Regions from separate parts of the Arachis hypogaea genome. Here region 1 is linked to region 2. A link is a contact called in public Hi-C data. All regions are on one chromosome and are shown on one strand. Each heading gives the region's core, a stretch centred on a gene start, on an enhancer-like site or on the middle of the called end of the contact. The rest is flanking DNA. Distances are from core to core; before and after follow the strand shown. Region 1 has its middle 12 kb from the start of LOC112772367. Region 2 holds the start of LOC112771448 (probable xyloglucan glycosyltransferase 5).

What was found. Hi-C and Micro-C count contacts between places; a contact is called where the count stands out from the background.
Region 1: a Hi-C map of an unstated tissue shows a contact between it and region 2, with 4 times the contacts expected there. The contact joins the enhancer-like site here to the promoter of LOC112771448 in region 2. A contact is called at or near these places in 2 of 8 Hi-C or Micro-C datasets (leaf and an unstated tissue).

The regions. Positions count from the first base shown.
Region 1 is chr18:126,535,359-126,541,775 of arahy.Tifrunner.gnm2.J5K5, reverse strand. No RefSeq gene overlaps it. Among protein-coding and RNA genes, the nearest start is that of LOC112772367, 12 kb to the right of the region's middle. Within about 2 kb of position 5,030, at least 2 of the 3 cell types and tissues checked have open chromatin away from gene starts, as enhancers often do.
Region 2 is chr18:126,483,710-126,490,525 of arahy.Tifrunner.gnm2.J5K5, reverse strand. LOC112771448 (probable xyloglucan glycosyltransferase 5) reads right to left here and starts at 2,211. Exons shown (of 5, transcript XM_025816202.3): 1 at 1,131-2,211; 2 at 259-567; 3 at 1-158. The coding sequence starts at 1,871. LOC140181178 (a long non-coding RNA gene) reads left to right here and starts at 6,786. Exons shown (of 2, transcript XR_011875967.1): 1 at 6,786-6,816.

The DNA.
Region 1 (6,417 bases), core at 3,781-6,280, 48 kb before region 2:
TTTGAGCAAACTTGTCTCCATGAGGTATAAAGGTAAAGGAAACATAAAGGAGTACATTACGAAAATGTCTCATCTTGCTTCAAAATTGAAAGCACTAAAGTTAGAGTTGTCTGAAGACTTACTCGTGAATTTCATTTTGATCTCCTTTCCCGCACACTTTGGGCAATTCAAAGTGAGTTATAACACTCTGAAGGACACTTGGTCCTTAAATGAGCTTATATCTCACTGTATGCAAGAAGAAGAGAAGCTGCAACAAGATAAGACTGAAAGTGCTTACATGGCTTCATCTTCTCAGTATAAAAGAAAGCGTGATACTACTGCGGATGTACCTTCTCAGCAGAAAAAGGCTAAGAAACAGGATCAAGTTTCAACCTGTTTCTTCTGTAAGAAAGTGGGACACATGAAGAAGGATTGTACCAAATATGCCACCTGGCGTGTAAAGAAGGTTATAATTCTTACTTTCATTTGTTCTGAGGCTAGTTTAAGTTATGTACCTGTTGATACTTGGTGGATAGTTTCTGCTGCTACTACTCATATAAGTGTTACTATGCATGGTTGCCTGTGGAGCCGACCGCCAAGTGATGCTGAAAAATACATCTATGTGGCAGACGGCAATATAGTTGTAGTCGAAGCTATAGGAACCTTTAGAATATGCTCCACGAGTGGATTTTACTTGGATTTATTAGAGACATTTTATGTACCGTCATTTAGACAGAATTTGGGTTTCTTTTTCTCGTTTGGACAAATCAGGTTATTTTTGTTCGTTCAGAAATATTAAAGTTAGTCTCTTTTATAATTCGAATAATATTTGCTCTGGTCATTTGGTAGATAATCTATATAAGCTTGATTTGAATTCCTATAATAATGAAATACTGTAAGCAGGTACAAAACAAAATCTAAATGAGAATTCGGCATCATTATGGCACAAACACCTAGGTCACATCTCTAAACAGAGAATTCAGAGGCTCGTGTCGGATGAAATTCTTGGACCCCTAAATTTGGCTGACTTTGAAGTTTGCATTGAGTGCATAAAGGGGAAAAGGACAAACAAAAAGAAATTAGGTGCCGAGAGAGCTAAAGATGTATTAAAATGGATATATACCGATATATGTGGCCCATTTTCTACTGTCTCTTGGAATGGACAACGGTACTTTATTACGTTCTTAGATGATTACTCTCGTTACGGGTATCTATGTTTAATTCATAAAAAGTCCCAAGCCTTGGATGTTTTCAAGTCTTCCAAAGCTGAAGTTGAACTTCAACTTGGAAAGAAAATTAAAGTTGTCAAATCTGATCGTGGTGATGAATACTATGAAAGATATGACGGGTCAGGTGAGCAACATCCCGGACCTTTTGCCCTTTTCCTAGAGGAGTGTGGTATTGTTCCGCAATATACCATGCTAGGCAAACCTAGCATGAATGGTGTTGCAGAGCGAAGGAACCGAACTCTTAAGAACATGGTGAGAAGTATGATTAGACATTTTTCATTGCCTGAATCACTCTGGGGAGAAGCCTTAAAGACCGCAGTGTACATCCTTAATAGGGTGCCAAGCAAAGCAATTAACAAAATGCCATATGAAATTTAGACTGGAAAAAGGTCTAGTATAAAGCATTTGCATATTTGGGGATGTCCAGTTGAGACGCGACCTTATAGGCTGCATGAAAGAAAATTGGACTCAATGACAATTAGTTGCTATTTTGTTGGTTACGTTGAGCGTTTACAGGAGTACAAGTTTTACAATCTTGCATCAAGGTCTATGTTTGAAACGGGAAATGCGAGATTTCTTGAGGATGTTGAGTTTGGGGGGAAGAAAATATTAGGAATGTTGCTTTTGATGAGGATTCTGTAACTGACAATGATCAGGTCCTTGTGCCTATTATTGTTCAAGATACAGTTATAGTACAAGAGCACAATGATAATCCTACTATAGATCTAGTTACAGTACAAGAGAACAATGAGAATATTGTTGTTGCTCAAGATACTGCTACAATACAGGAAAATGATGAGATTCCTCCTCAACCACAACCTATATAGCAAGCTTAACAATCTCAAGAAGTGTCATTAAAGAGATCCAACAGATAAAGGAAAAAATTCATCTATGGTCTCAAACAAGCTTCCCGTCAATGGCATCACAAGTTTAATCAAGTCATTACCTCATACGGTTTTGAGGTAAATATTATAGATAAATGTGTATACTGGAAGTTCAGTGGGAGTAAATACATATTTTGGTCTTATATATTGATGACATTCTACTTTCCAGTAACGATATAGGCTTGTCGCATAAAACTAAAAAATTTCTACCGAACAAATTTGAAATGAAAGATCTTGGTGATACCTCTTTTGTATTAGGAATCGAGATACTAAGAGATCGCTCTCAAGGTATTCTTGGATTATCTCAAAAGAACTATATTGAAAAGATTTTAAGTAGATATGGCATGAAAGTTATAGACCAATGGACACACCCGTAGTTAAAAGAGACAAATTCAGTCTCAAGCAATGCCCTAAAAATGATCTTGAGAAGACAGTAATGCATGATAAACCTTATGCATCAGCACTAGGGAATTTAATATATGCTCAAGTCTGCACACATTCTGATATATTATTTATAGTGGGAATGTTAGGTAGATACTTGAGCAATCCGCGCATAGATCATTGGATAGTTGTTAAACGCATAATGCATTATCTAAAGAGAACAAAGGATTACATGCTTACTTATCGGAGATCAGAAAATTTGGAGATCATTGGGTACTCTGATTCCGATTTCATGGCATATGGTTGCGAAACATTGTCACTGAGCTTCGTATAATAGATGACATCGAAAGGTTATTAAAGATATTTTGTGATAATAAGTCAGCAGTACTATACTCCAACAACAATAAGAGCTTGACAAAATCGAAGCATACAGACATCAACTTCTTAGTTGTCATGGAGAAAGTTTAAGAAAAAGTAAAAAACAGATTTTCATAGAACATATAGGAACAGAATATATGCTAGCAGACCCATTAACCAAGGGATTGATCCCTAAAGTCTTTCATGAGCACACTGCTCGAATGGGTGTCAATATTTGTGATGCCTTGGTTTAGTGGGAGTTTATTTTATGCTATATGTCCTATGACAGATATTGAATTATTTTTCTGTAGAATTAAGTTGATGGTTTATTTTATGTTATGTGAAATGTTCATTTTACAATATTTGTATTGTGTTTGATCTTAATAAAGTTTTAAAGTTGGACTAGCTAGAAGTAGACATGCATGAGATCACTTGGCATGTAATTTTCATATTACTCATCTAAATTTGATCTATGTCGTTAAGTATATTAGTATGGTGATTGTCGTGGTTTAGTCACGACATTTAATGTGATAAAAGTTGCGGTGATTCCATATCTAATATATGAGACGGACCAGATTGTTAAAGTAATGAGAGAAATAGCATTCAGATGCGCGCATAAAGTTTATAAGATGTGATTATGTCAAGAAAGAATATATGTATAGCCCAAGTGGGAGATTGTTAGAAAATTATTTTAATTTCCTAATTTGTTTGTGGGCAATACATATATTAATTATAATCACAAATTATGCTATTTCAAATTAAATAACTTATATAATAGTGATCTCATTTATTGTTATAAATGCTAAATTGAATAAGTCATAATTACTTTTAATTTTGAATTAAATGAGAATAAAACCAGATATTATCTTTTGTTCCTTAGATAATTATCTTTTGGATTTTGGATATATTATCTTTTGGACTTTAGATACTATTTTATTTGGGTTTTAGGATTTAATGGGTGTCATGCTCAAATATAAATAGTGCCTTCAGGGTTTCGGTCTCCAACATACCAAAGTCGCCTTTGTGCTCTTTCTCCATCAGAAGAGTTGCAATTCAGCCACTCAGGAATACAGAAGGCTTTAGTTGAGGAAGATCGAAAGAACCACAAAATCCAAATCCTTCCATCAATTTTTGACTTTTCTGAGTAAAGGTACCCTTTCGTATTATAATATATTTTTTGTGATTTAATATGAATGATCTGGGTTAATAAAATTATTTATTCCAACATAAATTACTTGAACTATTAGACTAACTTATTTGTTGTGTTATTATGTGCTAATTAATATACATGATATAATATCTTTGATAAAATTGTTTATACTTGTTCATTTTAATGTTGATTTTAGTTTTCGACTCACCTTTTCTCAAATTAATAATATTTTGATTATATATAATTTTTGAAACAAACATTAAATTTTATGAAATATTTATAAATTAAGAAAGAGGACAAAAATATTTTTATTAATCAGAATATATTTTTTATAATTATATTATATTTTTTAATAAATATTTGAAGCATATAATAGACATAAATTAATTAATAAATTATTAAAATTAAAAAATAAAAGTTAAGTTAATACAAAAATAAAATTAAAAAAATACTTATTATAAAAAAAATAAAATAATATAATTATATCCAAGTAAATGATTCAACTAATAACTCAGCAATTAAACTAGTAATCCAATATTAGTACTCTAATTAAGTCAATTACCGATTTAATTCTAATAACTATCCAAATAACTTTGTTATTAGTACACAAACTTCGTTGATCTTGTTCTATTATTTTCTTTATATGACTTTGGGTGGTTTGATTCTCATTATTCAAAAGATGCTTTTACAATTTGATATTTTGTTTATTTAGAGTGAAAAAAGATAAAAGTTTATTTTAATAAAGAGTTACTCTGTTTAGTCTTTAAGAAAAAGTTGAAGAAACTTTTTATTTTATAAAATTTATAAGAATATGTAAAAAATATTTTTTTTTCTTTGTATTTAAGAAAGCTGCTTTTTTTTTTTCTCTAGAAAGCAAAGAAAAGCACCATTTCTATAGCACCCCACAATTTATCAAGATAATAATTTTATTATTTATTTATTTTTTTGGTAATGATTTTATTATGGGTTCTAACCTTGGAACTAGCATATATATATATATATTGCATGATATTGCACATCTTTACGGTCAATTTTTTTTTTTTTTTGGTCATGATCTTTACGGTCAAATTGTTTTACCTAACTTATGTGACACCATATTTTTGGTCCAATGAATTTGTCTATTTCGTTTTCCCTCATCGTTTTTTTCCTGTTATGTTTTTCTGGACAGGTTTTTTACGGGTTCATAAAAATTCTATTCACTGCTCACGGCCCAACATAAATCTATAGTCCAATAAATACTGTTGGCAGTGGACAAAAATCATTCGGCCCATTTTAGTGATCTCTTTTTCTGCTTGTTTCAAAATTAGAAGAAGAATTCTATTAGCATATCTTAGTTTCCATTTTTTAGATTCTCCCCCAAATGTACGAAGAGAATAGATCCTTTCAATTTCTTTAATTGAGAGAGTAAAGTGTAAAGTGTGATATTTAATTCTATATATGATGAAATATTATACTTTATCCTTTTAAGTGAAATAAAAATTTGAGAGGATTCGTTTCCAAGATACTAAATGATGATATAAGAGGGGTTATATTATTCTGTGTTTTTTTTTTTTTTTGGTCCGATAGATTGGATATCTTCCAATCCTAAGCATCACACACTCATACACGCATTTAAAGATTTTATCTACTATTTGGCCACCCCTAAAATTTGAATCCAGATGCAACATATTAAAAAGTAACATATTTAACTATTAAACTAAAATCTCAATATTATCTAAGAGTTGTAATTTTTCTTTGGACTTCTAGCCACCAAAAAAAAAAGAAAGATAAAGTATACTTTTTATTTTAAAGACAAAAGTTTTTAAAATACTTCTAAATTTTATTTTGTTTCAATTTTGTTTCAAAAGTTTTCGATTTGCATCACATATACCTCAAACGGATAATTTTTCAAAAAATTGAAGACCAATTCAACAACAATGTCATAAAAATAACCCTTAACACAAGCAAATCAAGCATAATTTTCATGCATTATTGTTAGATTGGTCTTAAATTTTTTGAAAATTTTTCAAAAATTTTTAGGACAAAATTAAAACTAAATAAAACTTAGGAGTATTTTTGAAACTTTTGCCAAATTTTAGGGACAAAAAGTATATTTTATCCAAAAAAAATTCAAACAAAAAAAAATACATTAAAAGAAAAAGAGTAGACATGGTTTTTTTTAATGAACATGTTTTCATAATTCAACAACCTTGTTTCCATGACTCTAATTCTAACTTGGCTTGTAAGCTAAACTAGGCCTTATCCCAACAACCTTTTTTGCTTTTGGATTTATAAATGACAACTTCCTTTTTGTTAGATTTACTGCTATTTATATTCTTGTTTATCTTGATGACACTGAGCAGATATTCTAAGATAGTATTTGGCACAAGCAAACTTTGATGTGTTTAGGGACAAACTCATAGTCTTCTCTAGAGCTTCCTTGAGCTAGCTTGAGGGG
Region 2 (6,816 bases), core at 962-3,461:
GTTCCATTAAAACCAAAAAAATTGAGAAATAGTCCATTGACCTGTTGTTCTACCTCGAAGTGGAAGCATAAGTTAATGTTTTGGAGACGAGTCAACAAGTTCTCATCCTTGTTCACAAAAGACCATCTAGCTTGGACCAAACCTAGTTCAGGATTGTCCTGCAACAGAAAGCATATAGAGATACTAACATATATAAAGCATGCTTTTAGCAATATTCATTAATTTGTTACTGAGCCTGATTCATTCTCTTCTCTTAACCTTGAAATGTGGCACAGTTTGTTTAAGAAAATCAGGATTTGGTTGAAAGTCTGCATCGAAAATTGCAACAAACTCGTAGCCTTTCACATAGTCGCAGCTCATTGCAGATTTGAGATTCCCAGCTTTATATCCAGTCCTGTTTAACCGATGCCTATAGATTATGTTGACTCCCTTTAGACTCCATTTGGAGACCTCGGTCTTAATTAAGCACTGTATGCTTTCATCATCAGAATCATCGAGTACTTGAATCAGTAAACAATCCCTAGGCCAATCAATTTGGCAGACCGCTGAAATAGACTGCTCATACACCTGCATAAAGCCAGTGCAGACAAAGCTGATAAAATAAATTTTAATCCATTGAAATTTCAAGTTTGTCAACAATTGTTTAAAACTTCTTGTGGAAACTCCTCCAGTTGTAGTCAAGGCAAAAACTTAATATTATCTATTCAAACTTGCTGTGCATTACAGAAATCAATAGTAGGAAACTCATTACCCAATATTGTTCATCAAGCTTTATCACTGCAGGAAAACATCAATGCTTTCAGTTCTAGAAGGTGGCATACAATTCCTAACTTCTATATGAGAAATTTTAACATATAATGTATATCCTCCTTCTTTTCTACTTCTTTATTTATTTATTTATTTGTTTTTTTTTTTTTGTTATTTCATGAGCAATTTTCTAAGACAATGCATAAAAGGTAATCTGAATCTTTTATCTGTCACTATGAAAATTTAGTGCATCATTTGATCAATGTATCTGATAGCCAAATTAATATAAGGGAATGGAAGGAATAGTTTTCTGCTAGCATAAGTAATAAAAACTTAGTTAACAAATAAGCTTCAAATGGAGTGAAGCAAACTTGGGGTCATACCTCTCTCTCATTACACATTGGAATCTGAATCAGAACCATAGGGTAATGGCTTGCAGATCCTTCAACATCATCAACCTTGAAGGGATCCCCAGCAAACCTTGGCTTAACCTTCTTGTATCTAATCCAAAAGCATCCCATGCAAAGAACCATACGGTCCACGGATTGGATAAGAAACAAAACAACACAGAACTTCGAGAGTGCTTGTACAGGCGGCGCGATGTATTCAACACGAAACCTCAGCCAACCAACATACGCCATGTGAAGTAACCCCTCGAAATCCAAGGCATTCGGAAGAATATGCAAATTTGGGTTCCTGAATTGCCATCCTTGAAGGTAAGCAACAATCTCAAATGCAAGAACAGCCAATGAAACAACCAAGAACACTCTAATGACTCTAAACAACAACTTCCCTCTCTCCAACTTGTCACTCTCACCCTCCATAGCAACACCCTGTCCATGAACTATCCTCTTCTTGATGGCTCCAAGCAATGTCCACATTACACTGGCAAGCCAAGCAATGCAGCCGACGGCACGGTGAGCCTTGAGAAGCAGAACCCATGTGACTTGTTTCGCATTCTTGCCGCGGCTCTTCTCCACCGGCCGGAATGCAGCATCTGCACCATTAATCTCCACAACAGAGAAAGTGGGATTCTCAATTTTCACCACCACTGGTGTTGTTGTTGTTCCTTTATCATGTGTGTCCTTACTCCACCAATTGGGAAAATCCAATCTTGGAGCCATAGCTATAAAAGCACTTGAACTCTCAAACAGACCAAAACACAAACACCTTATATGCACAAAGCAATAACTTACTTCATCAATCACTTGTATAGTACACTACAACAACACATTCATTTGATAAAGAGTAAAGGATCAGATCTAAAACAAAAAGAGACAAAGCTCCAAAGCTGTTATTGGAGCATTGATGTTGAAGGCTCTTGTTGTTCATTCAGCATTTGAAGGTGTTTTGTACTGTGAAGGAAGCGAAGAAATCCTAACATGAGAAAGCCACATTTTGAGGGAAGGTATCTCTGTAGCTGTAAGCACTGAAACACTGAAGGTCTTTTTTGGGGAAACACTCAAAAGTCTGAAATTAACGTGTATATATATATATATGGAAAAGTATAAAAGCCACCCACGTATTTGTGTAGAAATACATGTTTAGTTTAATTTATTTTAAATGTGTATTTATATTTTAATATATATTTTATACTAATTACTTTTTTTTCCAAAGATAGTAGGTTATATTTCATTAATTATTGAAAAATGAAATACAAAGATGTCCAAAAGTAAGACAGTATAATGAAAGATGGGGATTTCCCAAAAACATTACACTGAAGGTATTCATCCAACGGTACGTGGTCGAAATACGAAAAAAATCTTAAAGAAGAAAAAATGATAAATCAAATTGAATGCAACTAAGAGCTTGCCTCATGGAGATGACGACCTAAACTGGGAGTTTTTTGGATTTTACGGAGCAACTTGACAGAGCTTGCTAGAATGGCAGACGGCATTGAAGTAGAACCTTCAAAAATCAACTGATTGCGAGCTTTCCAGCAGTTCCAGCAAATGATGGCAAGCAATTGAAGATTACGGTCAGCATTCTTCAACGGGTTAAGCATCTCTGTTGATGCAATCCACCATGTCCAAAAGTCGTTAGGACTCTGAGGAGGAAGACAGTCACGAAGATAACTCTGAGACTATACATCTTTAATTCTAGAGCAATCGATCAAACAATCAGTGACTGTTTCGGTTGCTTCATGACAGCAGGGGCATATTGGTGATATAGATGGGATGCGGTGATGAATCTGAGCAAGCACCGGGAGCAGGCCATGGAGAGCTTTCCAGATAAATAGCTTATTTTGTGAGGCAAGTTCAACTTCCATAGATCAATCCACGGCTTTTTTGTTGCATATAATTAGGGCAAAGCTCCAGAGGTGGATGGTAAAATAAATAGCCAATTCTGTAACCTGAAGCTGTATCATATTGTTTGGATTTGTTCAAATCCCATTGCAATTTGTCCCTACTCTGCTGAATTTTAATTGACAAAATCTTGTTTGCAATGTTTTGGGAAAATAATTCTTGAATAAGATTCTCATTCCAATTCCTATCTTCAGTAATTAGATCTTTAACTCTTGGAACCAACTCAGAAATAGCTTGTCTATTTGGCATGTCAGAAATCATTAAATGATACGGAGGAGGCAGCCAAGGATCCTCAAAGGTTCAGATATTCTCTCCAGTACCCACAGCCCAATTAAGACCTTTTTCAACAATCTTTTGGCCTTCCAGTATGCTCCTCCATCCCCAAGAAGGTAAGACTCCAATTTCTGCCGTTATAGCATTACCATTGCTAAAGTATTTACCTCTTAGGATTTTGGATAATAAGGAAATAGGATGTGTTACAAGTCGCCAAAACTGTTTGCCTAAAAGCGCCAGATTTTGGATTCTGAGATCTTTAAATCCAATGCCTCCTTCTTTTCGTGGGCGAGTCATAGTGTCCCATCTAATCCAAGCCATCCGCCTTTCAGAACCTTTTTGTCCCCACCAGAACTGAGAAAGTAGAGAGTGAATTTCCGAAATTAAACCATCAGGCAACTTGAAGCAAGACAATGTATAAATAGGAATAGCTTCTCCCACTGTCTTAAGCAATACGTGTTTACCACTTGACGATAGAAGATTGCGCTTCCACCATTGGATTCTTTTCCGAACATTTTCTTTGATCATACTAAAAGAAGCCTTTTTCGATTTAGAGACTGTAGAAGGCAAACCAAGGTATTTATCCTGAGCCCAATATGATTAATATTCATAGAGTTAGCCAGTAGTGTACGAGTAGTGGAGGGAGTGTTGTAGCTAAAGAATACAGCAGATTTATTAAGATTTACCCTCTGGCAACTGATGCTTTCATAAGAATTCAATAAATGCAGGATATTTGAACATGATTCAGGATTAGCCTTACAGAATAAGATGGAATCATCAGCAAAGAGGAGGTGGTTGACATTGGGACATCGTCTATGTATCTGAAGACCATGAATTAGTCTGTTTTGTTTTGTCTTGTGTAGTAAGAAGGAGAGACCTTCTGCACAGAAAAGAAAAAGATAGGGAGATAGAGGATCTCCTTGTCGAATACCTCTATTTGATTTGAAGAAACCATAAGGTTGTCCTTCCACAATAACAGAATAAGAAACAGTTGTCACATAAGCACACCATAGACTTGTTATTCTTATTAGTGAAAGATTTTAAATTTTTCTTTTAATAAATACAAAATTAGGGTATGGTATGTAATTTCTACTGTTATTTTTGCGTGGAATTTGGATTATACTTCGAGTCACTAAGTTTGAAGTTATTTTTTACAATTAAAATATATATAGTTTAGAGTGAAATTAATAGTTATATTATAGTTTTATATTACAATTATTTTTGTATGTTATACAGTATTATTTTTATTTTAAAATTATTTATTTTGATATAAATATGATATAACATTTGTTAAATTTAATTTTAAAAATAAAATTTTATTACTTTAATTTTTGTTTTACCAAAGATAGGAGACTCGAACCCGCAACCTCTTAATTGAGTATGGAGAGACTATGCCATTTGAGCTATTACTCATTGGCCGGCAAAATTTGGAAAGATAGGAGACCCGAACCAGCAACCTCTTAATTGAGTATGGGGAGTCTATGCCATTTGAGTTATTGCTCATTGGCTACTTTAATTTAATATATAAAATTTACAAATTTGTATATACTAATTTTATATCGAATTGATCCGGTTTAACAAGATTTATTTTGGGTCACTTTCGAAGTCGAATCAAAATATACCCAATACCTTTTTAGGACTAAATTCGGGTGTACTTACCACCAGTTTATGAACACCCATAATACAAAATAAAATGTATTAAAAACTTATATTTTTAATAAAAAATTAATTTATAATCTTGACATGTGTTTTCAAGGCACAAGATAAATAAACTTTTGTATTTAGAGTAATTATCCAAATTAAAAATTTTCAAATCAAATATTGTACTTCCTCAAATTTTAAAATATATAAAATATTTTTTATCATTTTTTATCTCCATCAGACAATACCACATAAGTATTTATAGAACTATATATCATAAAAATTAATTTAAAACTCAATATAAAATTTATAACTCTAATATTTAGTCTGAGTTTAATTTAAATTTTATATCATTTTTAATTATTTTATTTAATAAATTATACTAGTGGCAGTATTTAATTGCCTTTTTATTTAAAGTGATACCATCTGTTTCTATTAATATTAGCCTCATTTTAAATATTGTATTTATTGAAAGTTTTAATTTTATATCAGTTCAGTTACTATAAATATAAAAAAATAATACACAAAAATATTTCATTATATTGTCTCCAAGCTGAAGTATAAAACAATCATCTATTTGATTGTAGCAGGTCTCCTTATTGTCTTGGTATTTTTTTGATGTCCCACACTCTCCCACGGTCCCACCACTCTTAATTGTAGTAGAAGTTCACGCCCCCACTATTTGTGACCCTTTTTTTTTTTTTTTTTTGCAGCTGAAGCCTAATTCAACTGGTTAAACCGTATGCTTTTTAATATGCTGTACCTGAGTTGTCCAATGCACGTGACCTTCCCTTTACTTGAATTTGCAGCTTGTGACTTTGGGCCAGCACTTGAAGGTGTTGGTTTGGACAAATTTAAACCATTGACAGTTCTTGACCAAAAAAAAACCATGGCTTTGTGAGGTTTGGTGTTGGCATAAAGTTCAACCCACTTTCTGATGCAGCTAGTTGGGCTGAAAGCCTGAAACTTGTTGGTTCTGCTGAAAATGAAACTAACAACAAAAATATTAGATAATCAACTTGGGTTGATAGAGTGGTTAGCTCACTCGTTCGCTTAATAATAAAAACAAGCCAATTCAAATATTCAAAAAATACTGCATGATTACTTAACAAATAATATTAATTCAACTTTAATTATTTTTTTTATCTAATTTCTCAACAAGTGATTTTAATTTATCATAAAAAAAATATGAGTAAGTATGATTTGATTATAGAAAAGAGAGTATTTTGTTGTAAAAAGAAGATGAATACGTTAAAACAGAAACATGTGTATTTTCTTTTGTTTTTTCGTCTGAATTTGAAATATTTTAAATTGTTTTTTTTTATATTTATTAGAAAAAAATAATTTTTAAAAATGATCAGTTAATAATAAATCAAATGGGCATGTAAAATTATGTGTCAATATTAGATGTCTTTGTGCATACTGTATAATCCAAGATACCAAATTCTTGTGTTTCATAAATATTTCTAGAATTTCATGAGAAATAGCACTTGGTATCAGATATTTTTGTGTATATTGTCTAATTCAAAAATACCTTTACACTTTCAAAATTTTTTTGCTTCAGAAATATCTTTACAATTTTAAAATACTTACTGTATTTCAGAAATACCCTTACAATTTTATAAAAAATGACCTGTGTCCTATAAGAGCACGTGTCAGTGTCAGATGCATGTATTTGTGAATGTGTCACATCCAGCTATCCCTATCTTTGCGCAGTCAGTTGTTGCGTCACATCCATCATCAGTATGCATAGTCCAATAATGTACTCTGAGTCTTTTTATACAGTAGTTTGCATATGTTGGCGATAATAATGTACTCATCCGAGAGAGAAGTGTACAATCTGTCATCA